2 separate regions of the Oryza sativa genome follow, and region 2 is linked to region 1. A link is a contact called in public ChIA-PET data. All regions are on one chromosome and are shown on one strand. The core of a region is the stretch at or near the end of the contact, and the rest is flanking DNA. Distances in the headings are between cores, read along the strand shown. Region 1 holds the start of LOC4335531 (40S ribosomal protein S27). Region 2 holds the start of LOC4335533.

The links. ChIA-PET counts read pairs in DNA pulled down with a chosen protein or histone mark.
Region 2: a contact with region 1 is called in an H3K9ac ChIA-PET map of seedling, with 5 times the contacts expected there. The contact joins the promoter of LOC4335533 here to the promoter of LOC4335531 in region 1. A contact is called at or near these places in 2 of 4 datasets of contacts at active chromatin or transcription factors (leaf and seedling).

The regions. Positions count from the first base shown.
Region 1 is chr4:16,801,857-16,806,760 of ASM3414082v1, forward strand. It overlaps LOC4335531 (40S ribosomal protein S27), which reads left to right and starts at 3,011. Exons shown (of 4, transcript NM_001378505.1): 1 at 3,011-3,097; 2 at 3,251-3,352; 3 at 3,437-3,465; 4 at 4,176-4,486. The coding sequence starts at 3,095. The coding sequence ends at 4,302. It overlaps LOC4335530 (prolyl 4-hydroxylase 1), which reads left to right. Exons shown (of 11, transcript XM_015781114.3): 9 at 18-107; 10 at 916-1,008; 11 at 1,147-1,606. The coding sequence ends at 1,254.
Region 2 is chr4:16,839,047-16,843,950 of ASM3414082v1, forward strand. LOC4335533 reads left to right here and starts at 2,991. Exons shown (of 2, transcript XM_015778378.3): 1 at 2,991-3,245. The coding sequence starts at 3,081.

The sequences.
Region 1 (4,904 bases), core at 1,761-4,260:
GAATATTTAATCTGCAGTTCAACATCAAACGTGGGGGCCAGCGAGTTGCAACAATGTTGATGTATTTGACTGATGGTGTTGAAGGGGGTGAAACCCATTTTCCTCAGGTTAGCTGAATTATACTGACATAGCTTCTTACAATATCAAAAGCTCTGTACATTTTTCTTCTGGTTCAGCTTTACTTATGTTTGCTCATTTATGCCATAGTTCTTTCCTTGGATCTTATCAGCACAAAATGTGGTCAAGTGCCACTCTTTGTTGTGCAGCACATTCACGCTATCTTTTTTATTTCCATGTTTCTCTTGAATATGTAAAAATTATTGAAACAATTTATGAACATGTATCTGTTGTCTATACAAACCATGTGATACTAGTATACTATTGGTTATCACTGAGCACTGTAGCTGTCTGGAAAAATTTTTCCTGGCTAACAAAAGCGCCATTCTTTTTTGGCATACTCCTAAGTCATAGCTGTACCAGCAGATAACTTTTTCATGCTTCAAGGGAAACTACTGAATCCACTGGAGGAATTGGTTGTGTTGATTATGGTAACATCAGCTTACAACTCGACCTCTGTGCTCTCATATGGCCACAATAACTGCATTGGCAATGTGGAATGCAATCCTAAGAACAACGCAATATGTAATTGGCCTCATAGTTGATCTGTCAGATGTTTAAGGCCCTTGAGTTCAAATTATCTTTGAATCTCATTTTTAGGTGAATAACCCTTTGCATGAGCAATTTGCAGCCATGCTTTCCCAGCCTTAGGTTCTTCTTTCCTCGTTTACACATCTTCTGATACATGGCATGATGTAACATGTCGTGGGGCTGCTTCATCCGTCTTTGTTTAGCTTTTATGTTATATGATTTGTGGTGTGCTTGCCTGATATTCTGAATTTATCACCTCTGTTCCAGGCAGGAGATGGTGAATGTAGCTGTGGCGGGAAGATGGTCAAAGGATTATGTGTCAAGCCAAACAAAGGAGATGCTGTGCTATTTTGGAGCATGGTGTGTTATAATTTGTTCTAGATAAAGCATGAACCAAAACACATTCCATTGTCATTAGATCCAGATATTTTCTTAAATTGTCAGTGCTCCGTTAGTCAACTAATTTCTTCGGCTTCCATGCTAATTTGATTGTTTCAGGGACTCGATGGTGAAACAGACTCAAACAGCATTCATGGTGGGTGCCCTGTTCTGGAAGGGGAGAAATGGTCAGCTACGAAATGGATGAGGCAAAAAGAATTTGTTTGAGCGAAAGATGAGGCGAAGAATGATGCCTTCTAATTTCTGGCTATGCAGATATGGAGCTATATTCTTTCTATTATATGTAATGAAACGTTTCAGGAATCTTGCAAGCATATGAAAGTTCAATAACCCCACGTTCATATTTCGTTTTACGTAGGCAATTTTAGCACCGCACACCACTGTTATTATCCTTCCGGCTTCAGCAAGGTGGTAACTGGGACAGGCGCTGGATGGGGAAAAAACGAATTAATTTATTTTTTCCATATAATGTACAATTATATAACAATGAAAACTAGCACGGTTTTTGGAAATGGATTTTCAAATCATAATCAAGGTTCAGTGAACCGTCCGCTGGAAACTGCTCCCGAGTGTTGTTATCAATTTTTTGTGAAAGTCAGTTGAATCGTCGAGTAAAAAGTTCAAGCCGGCAATTTGTGATGCCATGAGAACGGCAATATGAGATCCTGTTGGGACATTGGAAGAGGAAAGGTGATACTTCATACTTGGTTGAAATTCTGTTCAATTTCAACTGAAATCCATAAAAGTTATAAGGTTCCAGAGAATTAAAGAAGGCCTAAGGGCAAGTTATGGTTGAGCTTTGGTTCGAACTCCAAGCTTCTTTGCGTCATAATAGGTCAACCATTAATATTATGGCTCTTTTGGTTCAATTCAAATTGTCCTACCTAGTTGGTAACTTAAATAGTACTTTGCCTTGTAGTTATGATGCCAATATTTGCCAACGCCAAAAACATACCAAAAAATTTGGTATGTTTAAGACTTGCCCAAGATTTGATACTACGGGCATATTTAGAGAGTTTAATATACTGAGGAGTAGCCGATTGGTAGTTAGTTTCTTATAATCTAGATAAAAAGTTGGACTATTTGGGGGAGTTTATAATTCTACGAGAAATTACAGCAGTCAGAAGCACCATTTAACAGTTTAAAAAGCGTGCGCGCGAAAAACGAGGGAGGTGAGTTGGGAAAGTAGAGATAAGAACTCAGCCTTAGAGTAACTTCGAAAATTAGGTTTGCCAATATTTGCTGGCTAATGTACCATCATACCCTAAATTTTACAAAGCTTAATTAAGTTTCATCAAATCGTATAAAGTCACATCTGGTTTTTGATTGCCTTTGAAGTTCTACGGGGCAAATTCTTGGAATCTGATGGGATTCCATCCCCGAGTGACAATGCAATCAGTTACAAGTTACAACTTCAATCCAATTCTAATTTTTGAGTAACAAAAATACTCTCCGTTTATTGAACGGTAATTTTCATCATAGCAATATTACAGAAATATTTACCAAGAATTAGTTCAATTGCTCAAAAAGAAAAATCTTCCAAAAAAAATCCTCCATTTCAAAGAAGACAACGAGTAAGGTAAGCGCAGGTGGTATGGTGGTGGAGTCGTGAGTACATCAGCGATAATTTTGGTCTTACTAAAATTATGTTACAAACTAGCCTGCATTGACTTCACCCACCAGGATTCAAAATACCAGTGTCTACAAATATTACGCATATACAGGGCTAGAGTAAGACCAAAATTATCGCTGATTTCCGTCTCTTTAAACGCAATCCTAAACAAGGTGTAAGCGTGTGGTGTTGCGCGTGCGGTGACGCAAAAGGAAGACATCAAACACACTGAGTAGCAAACCGACCTCCGCAGCTTCACGGAAGGCCAGGATGCAACGATCATCCAATGGACGGTCCAGATCCACCGCATCCACGTATAAAATCCATCGCCTCCTATCTCGCGCGACCCCCTCTTCTTCCAGCCCTAGCCCCCCTCCCCCCCGCGCCGCCACCACCTCGCTCTCCGCCGCCGCCGCCGCCGTCTCCAACTTCAAGATGGTACGTACGCCGCCGCCGCCGCTTCGATCTCGATCCCTCGAATCGGCCGCCTCGCATGGCTGCGCGCGCCGTTCGTTTGATCCGTGAATGATAACCGCGATTGATTTTTGGGTTTTTGTTTGTTTGTTTGTTTGTGTTTGGGGGAACGAGCAGGTGCTCTCGAACGACATCGACCTGCTTAACCCGCCGGCGGAGCTGGAGAAGCTCAAGCACAAGAAGAAGCGCCTCGTCCAGTCCCCCAACTCCTTCTTCATGGTACTACGCGCCGCCCTATGTGTGGATGAATTCTCTTTGCACGGCAAGAATCTTCTAACTGCTGAGTTTTGCCCTTGTGTGCAGGATGTCAAGTGCCAGGGCTGCTTCAACATGTACGAGCTTCTTCTTGATCCGCTCACTCTCTCTCCATTGTTAATTTTTCTGTTGTTATGTTACTTGTTACCGCCCTTTGATGCTTGATGTGTGAAGATTGAGATAAACTGTTTTTAATTTTAGTTATGATTAAGGATGGTTTGTAGAGTAGGTTTAGATATGAATTAGAACTGGTTTGCAGAGTAGTCTTAGATATGAAATTGATTCTAGCAAGTGAAACCATCGCTCTTTTATTGTTGGTATGCATTGTTAATGCGTTGTGTTGTAAGTAAGTCGGATAGCCTAGATAAGAAATGGAAATTAGCGTGGTGATGATACTGCTCTTGTTATCGCTTCAACAGTCAAGTGCTTTTGGCATGTTTTGGCCCCAAAACGACCAGTCCCCGTGAACCCCTGATAATCTGGACTTAAATCAGATGTACATGAAAAAAAAAATCACACCATAGGTCGCCCAATCGTTGAGGTGATCATGAATTCATCATTCGCACTTGTAATATTGTACATAATTTTGTAGAATGGCAAATCTGAAATGTCCAATTCTGCTTTGTGATGTATCCGGCTTGTTTGTATAATTGTATTGATGATCAACCAATTCAAAGAAACCAGAAATTGGTGCCATCTCTAAGCAATATAATTTGCCTAACTTTGCTTTAGACATCTTGATCTAATGTTGGCATCTTCTAACCTGTATGTCTTGCGGTGATTGCAGAACGACTGTATTCAGCCACTCCCAGACCGTGGTTGTGTGCCCGGGCTGCCAGACCGTGCTCTGCCAGCCTACTGGTGGGAAGGCCAGGCTCACGGAGGGCTGCTCCTTCCGCCGGAAGAGCGACTAGGTTAGGCTGTGTGGCTTGTTGTTACTGGGACAGAAATGCCCTGCTGAACAATACTATCCCGTTACCCTTCCTGATGTGTACTCCATAAATTTTGTTAATTATGCCTACCTGTTTACTGCCCTGCATGATGTAGCAATGCGTTATGTATCTTGCATTTTGTGCTGGAGAAAGCTACTTCGTATAATGCGTGCCCCTCCACCTTGTTCAATTCTCTCTGTATCCAAGATTTTGGTTTTTGGTTTTAGCCTTGCGTTGCTCATGAGACTAATTTGCTTAGCTGCAAAATATTTTGTTACAGTGCCAAGTACCTGGATATATTGTCATGCATTTCCTTCTTAGAATGACATCAAGGGCACAAAGTTTCATGTTACACTTGTATGATATACAGGTGACATGTTGTACAGATAGGTTTGTTTATCTTATACCATGTAGTTAGTGATTGGGTTCTGTGTACAGGTAACAGTCTGTAACTTATCACCTTTAATTTCGTCAATACAAATGCTACGTGGTGGGGCTGATTGGTGTTGCAATATTTGTGTTTTACCCCAATTTGAATAAATAAAATTTGATGTCAGGTTTCTTGGATGATTTTATTTTGCTCT
Region 2 (4,904 bases), core at 1,741-4,240, 37 kb after region 1:
ATAAATCAGTCTTTCTACATAGGTCAATCTTTTCGTATTAGGCAAGAGGATAGCAAGTTCAAAATTCTGTCTCAGTAGGAGAAATAAGAATAATAATAATGTAATAGGAAAGAGCATAAACTCTATGTCAATTTCCAGAAGTGCGAGTTTATGACTTCGAGTCTGGTTGTGGTACATCATTTCTGACGAAGGCATCAAGGCTGAAGAATGAACGTGTTCAAGGGCTATCGGAGAAACATAGATAGGGTCAACCACGGAACGAACAATGAAACTTTAAGACATGTTTTTCGTACACGTTCACTTGCATCACATACACAAGTGCTCTCTAAACCCTGCAATAAGGTCACCCATAGCACGGGGAGTTACCTCAACCCCCGGGCCATGATATTGGAGGACCAACGGGTCACACGACAAGTGGACGATCGATTTTTGTATGATCCATATCCTTCGGCTCTTCGCCTGTAGGTGGCTTGGCGTGCAGGTCGTCGATCTTTTAGCTCTTTATCGGCGTGGAGAAAAAATCAGAATATTCGGGAAAAGATTTATGCTAATATGGAAAAGGGATCATCAGCTAAGGTTGTGATTGGAGCTAGTGCTATCCATTTACATAATGAGTATACAAATTATCTAGTTGTATAATCTGTGCAGAAGGTAACGAGAAAAGCCATTTCTCGATCCCCAATAATCAAACTTTCATCCTTTTGACGATATCCGCTATCGTCGAGAGAAACCTTAAATCTAAAACTTTTAACTTAAAATTTACACGTAATTAAAAAAATCATGAAAAATCCGCACGAAGAAAATCACGAAAAGATTATCGCGCGTGATTAGGAAAAGGAAAAAGTACACCGAAGGTCCCTCAACTTGTCATCAAGTTACAAAATCGTCTCTCAACCATAAAACCAGATATATCACATCCCTCAATTTTACAAAACCGTTCACTTTAGGTCCTTCGGTGTTTTTCACCCCGGTTTTATCCGACGTGGTGGCTGAGTCAGCATGGGACCATGTGGGCCCCACATGTCAGGATGCCAACTCATCACCTCTCTCTTATTTCCCCTCCTCTCCCTTTCTCTCTTTCTCTCTCACTTTTCTCAGGGCGGCCGGTGGGTACGGAATGCCGAGGAGGTTGCCGGGGCAGTCGCCGACGGGCGGCGCTGTGGCGACTGATTTGGCCGGGGGCGCAAAGGAGGGAGGCGGTGCCTAGTTTTGGAGGGTCCTCCCCTCTTCTATCCCTTCTTCCTCTCTCTCTCTTCCTCGCTTTGGCGGGCCGATCAGTAGGAGGAGAAGAGGTCTGGTGGCCGGTGATGAGCAACACGATGGCGGTGGCGACTTTGTGCGGTGATGACAAGGATGGGGTCGACCTGTAGCTACAGCGCTGCCTTTCCCCACAACGTAACTCCCGCAGCAAGTGCACGCGAAGAGGGAGGAGGCGGGGAGGCCAGAAACGGCCCGTTCCTCGTCGTCGTCGTTCTACAGCTACGCAGGCCGCCGGACCTCTTCTTCTCCCCTCCCCTCGGCGACGCGCGGTGGAGGAAGCCGACGCCGCCAACTGCGCCCTCTTCTCATCACGCGCCGGCGCCGGTGCTCCAGTCCGGGAACCAGCGGGGGACGCGTCCACGGCATGAAGCGCCCCCAAATAGCGCTCCCCGAGGGCGTCATGGTATGGGCTCCTGTCGATCTCATCCTCCATGCCGAGATGGGCGGCGGCGTGAAGCTGAGTAGGGGGCGGGCGCCGCCGGAGTTGGGCTGGGACGGCGCACCAACAGCAGCCACTGACACCGTGCTCGCCTGCCACCACCGAGCTCAGTTGAGGGCTGGGAGCTTGGCCTCCGTGCCCACCACCGGCCGCCGTCACGACGCCGTCCTCCTCCTCTCCCACCTCGCTCCGTCGAAGCCCGCGACGCCCGCGCCGTGGAGCTCCGCTAGGCTGCTGCCGTGCTTCCCCACCGCCGGCCGTCGCGGCGCCATCCTCCTCCTCTCCCGCCTCGCCCCGTCGACGCCCACGCCGCCCGTCGACACCCGCGCACGCCCGCACCTCCCCATTGACGATGGGGGTGACGGAGGCGCTGCTCTCCCCGTCACGCCACTCTCCTTGAAGGCGGCCACGGCGCCGCCGGAGTACGAGATGCCGTCGATGAAGGAGTGGATCGTCTCCCGCGTGCTCACGCTCGTCTCCATGGTGGCGCTTCACCACCACCACAGCCACCAGATCAAGGCGACGACGTTGACTTGGCTCATCGTGAAGGCTACCCCGCCACCGAGGGACGGGGCCAAGAAGCTGGCCGCGGCGGCGTACTCGCCGCTCCTGCTGTCGCCATCAGTGTGGCAGGCGAGCGCGGTGGCGGCAGCTGTTGTTGGCGCCCTTTCGCCACCCAACTCCGGCGGCGCCTGCCCCCTGCCCAGCTTTGCGCCGCCGCCCGTCTTGGCCCCGAGCCTACCCGCTGAAGAAGAGAAAAGAGAAGAAAAGGGAGGAAATAGGAGATGACGTGGATAGTATGACATATGGGGCCCACGTGGGTCCCACGCTGACTTAGCCGCCGCGTCAGACAAAACCGGGATCAAAACCACCGAAGGATCTCAAGCGAACGGTTTTGTCAGCTGTGGGACGCTTAGTACCTGGTTTATGGTTGGGGGACGATTTTATAACTCGATGACAAGTTGAGGGACGATCGGTGTACTTTTTCCTTAGGAAAAATCACGCGAAAACCAATCTGCGACGCAGGTCGTGTGCAGCAGACAAATGGGCCTATCGTGGGCCCGCGCGGCCCAATTAGCTGCCTCCTCGCCTCCCCCCTTCTTCCTCCCAACTCCCAAAGTCCCAAGCGAAGAGAAGAGACTCACTCAAGAGAGCATTGAACACGAGCCACACCAACAACAACAATCCAAACCCACGCACACACTCTTTTCTCTCCTCTCCTTCCTGCCTCTTCCTCTTCCCATTCACCTCCCTCTCCCTATAAATCCTCTCCTCTCCTCTCCTCTCCTCCGCTACTACCAGTCTACCACCACCACCACCTAGACTGCTCCTAACCTCTCTCCCTTCCCTTTCATCCCCGAAGAGTCTAGAAGAGAGAGAGATGAATGGTGCTGTGGTGGGGTTGGGGGAGACGGCCAAGGGCAGCGGCGGCGGCGGCGGCGGAGGAGAGGTGACGCTGGAGACGCTGAGGAGGAAGATGTCGGAGTTCGCCAGGGAGAGGGATTGGGAGCAGTTCCACAGCCCCAGGAACCTTCTCCTCGCTCTGGTTCGTTCTCCCCCCCTTCAACCAATCTTGGATGGGTTCTAGTTCTAGTTCTAGTTCACCTTCTTCTCTTCTTGGTTTCTTTCATCTTCCTGTTTGGGAGAGGATTTTCTTTTTATTTATTTATTTATTTATTTATTTTTGATGTAGTGATTATCTACTATCTCTTTTATTGGTAGTATTAATGTTCATGATCTTTTGCTTGGTATCCATCTTCCTCTTCTTTCTTGGTGGGTTCTTGGTTCATTTGGTTCTTTGTCTCTCTTTTTATTCTTATTCTTTTTTTGGTTGCTGCATGAGTTTTGAGGGGTCAGAATGGGGCCTGGACTTCATTCCCTTCTTGTCTCCATCAGAGGAGATAGGGAATAAAAAAGAACAAGAAAAAAAATCATTGTGTGCAGTAGAGATTTGTACTATTTTGTCAGTTTTTCACCCTGTTTTCGCCTGTTCTTGTTTTTGCACTGCTACTGATTCTGCAGGCACGATGGGATTGGGATCTTCAAAATATTTCCACCCTTTTCGACAGCAGAAAGTGATGAGGTTTTTGTTGTTTATTTTTGTTGATGAAAGCCTGAAATGGTGTGAAATAAATGGGAAATATAATAAGTTGCCATGGATAATCTTTTTGATTCGATAATCATCCTTTCTGTGAACCAGTAGTATTACCTACCAAAATTGTCCTTCTCTGGATCATGAGAAAAATAATAATAAATAAAAGATACCAATCTCATCTGTTGTTTTTATGTGATAAGAGTCTGGTGTATGCTTTGACTCTAGAGTGGATTTGGAATTTCAGTATGACCTTAATTGTACAATTAGTCAATGCTTAAAGAGTGGAAGGAACTTGCTAATTAGGAATTTTATTGTGTGGCCATGCATTTCAAAGACATATATAAATGATGATCACCAAGTAGTACTACTGGTTCTGACATGGTCCCATGGTGAGTGAGTACTTCACAGTTTGTAACAGAGACAAAAATTCAGCCCCAAAGAAACAAAAATAAAAGAGATGTACCACTTTACAATATGCTTTTGCAATTGTCCTCACCTTATTTCATTTGTTATCCATCCATGAATATGTCCTTTTTTGTTTCTATTCTTGTCATATTCATGAGAAATTCATTCTCCAGTTATTAAGAATCTCTAGATAGCCTGATCCATCACTATAACTGATGTAGAATACTATGGGCTGGTTTGGTACGTCGCCTAAATTGGCCTTGCCAATATTTGTCAATTTCAATAGTGTTTAGTGTCTATTTTGTTAGAAGCCAAATTTTGGCATGCCTAAAGAAATAGTCCATTTCAATAGTGAAATTATGCTGTTTTGGCTTCAATCCAAACACAACTTTACCTTATCAAGATTAGCCATGCCAAAACTTATCAAAATTTGACATTGACAAAAATTGGTAAGGTCAATTTAGGTCACAAAGGAAACCAGCCCTATACTACTATAGTGATGTGCTGGAGAAAGCAGCCCACATACAGCAACAGTAACTGGAACCCAACATCCTTGTTTCTTTTTTTTTACCACCATGTGTTTTTGCAATGCTAGGCTGAGATCAGATAATGATGGCCACAACAAAAGGCAAATGCAGTCACCCTGACCAAGCTGGTCCCTGCACCTAGCATAAATGGCAACCTGCAGCTCATCCATGCTTACTG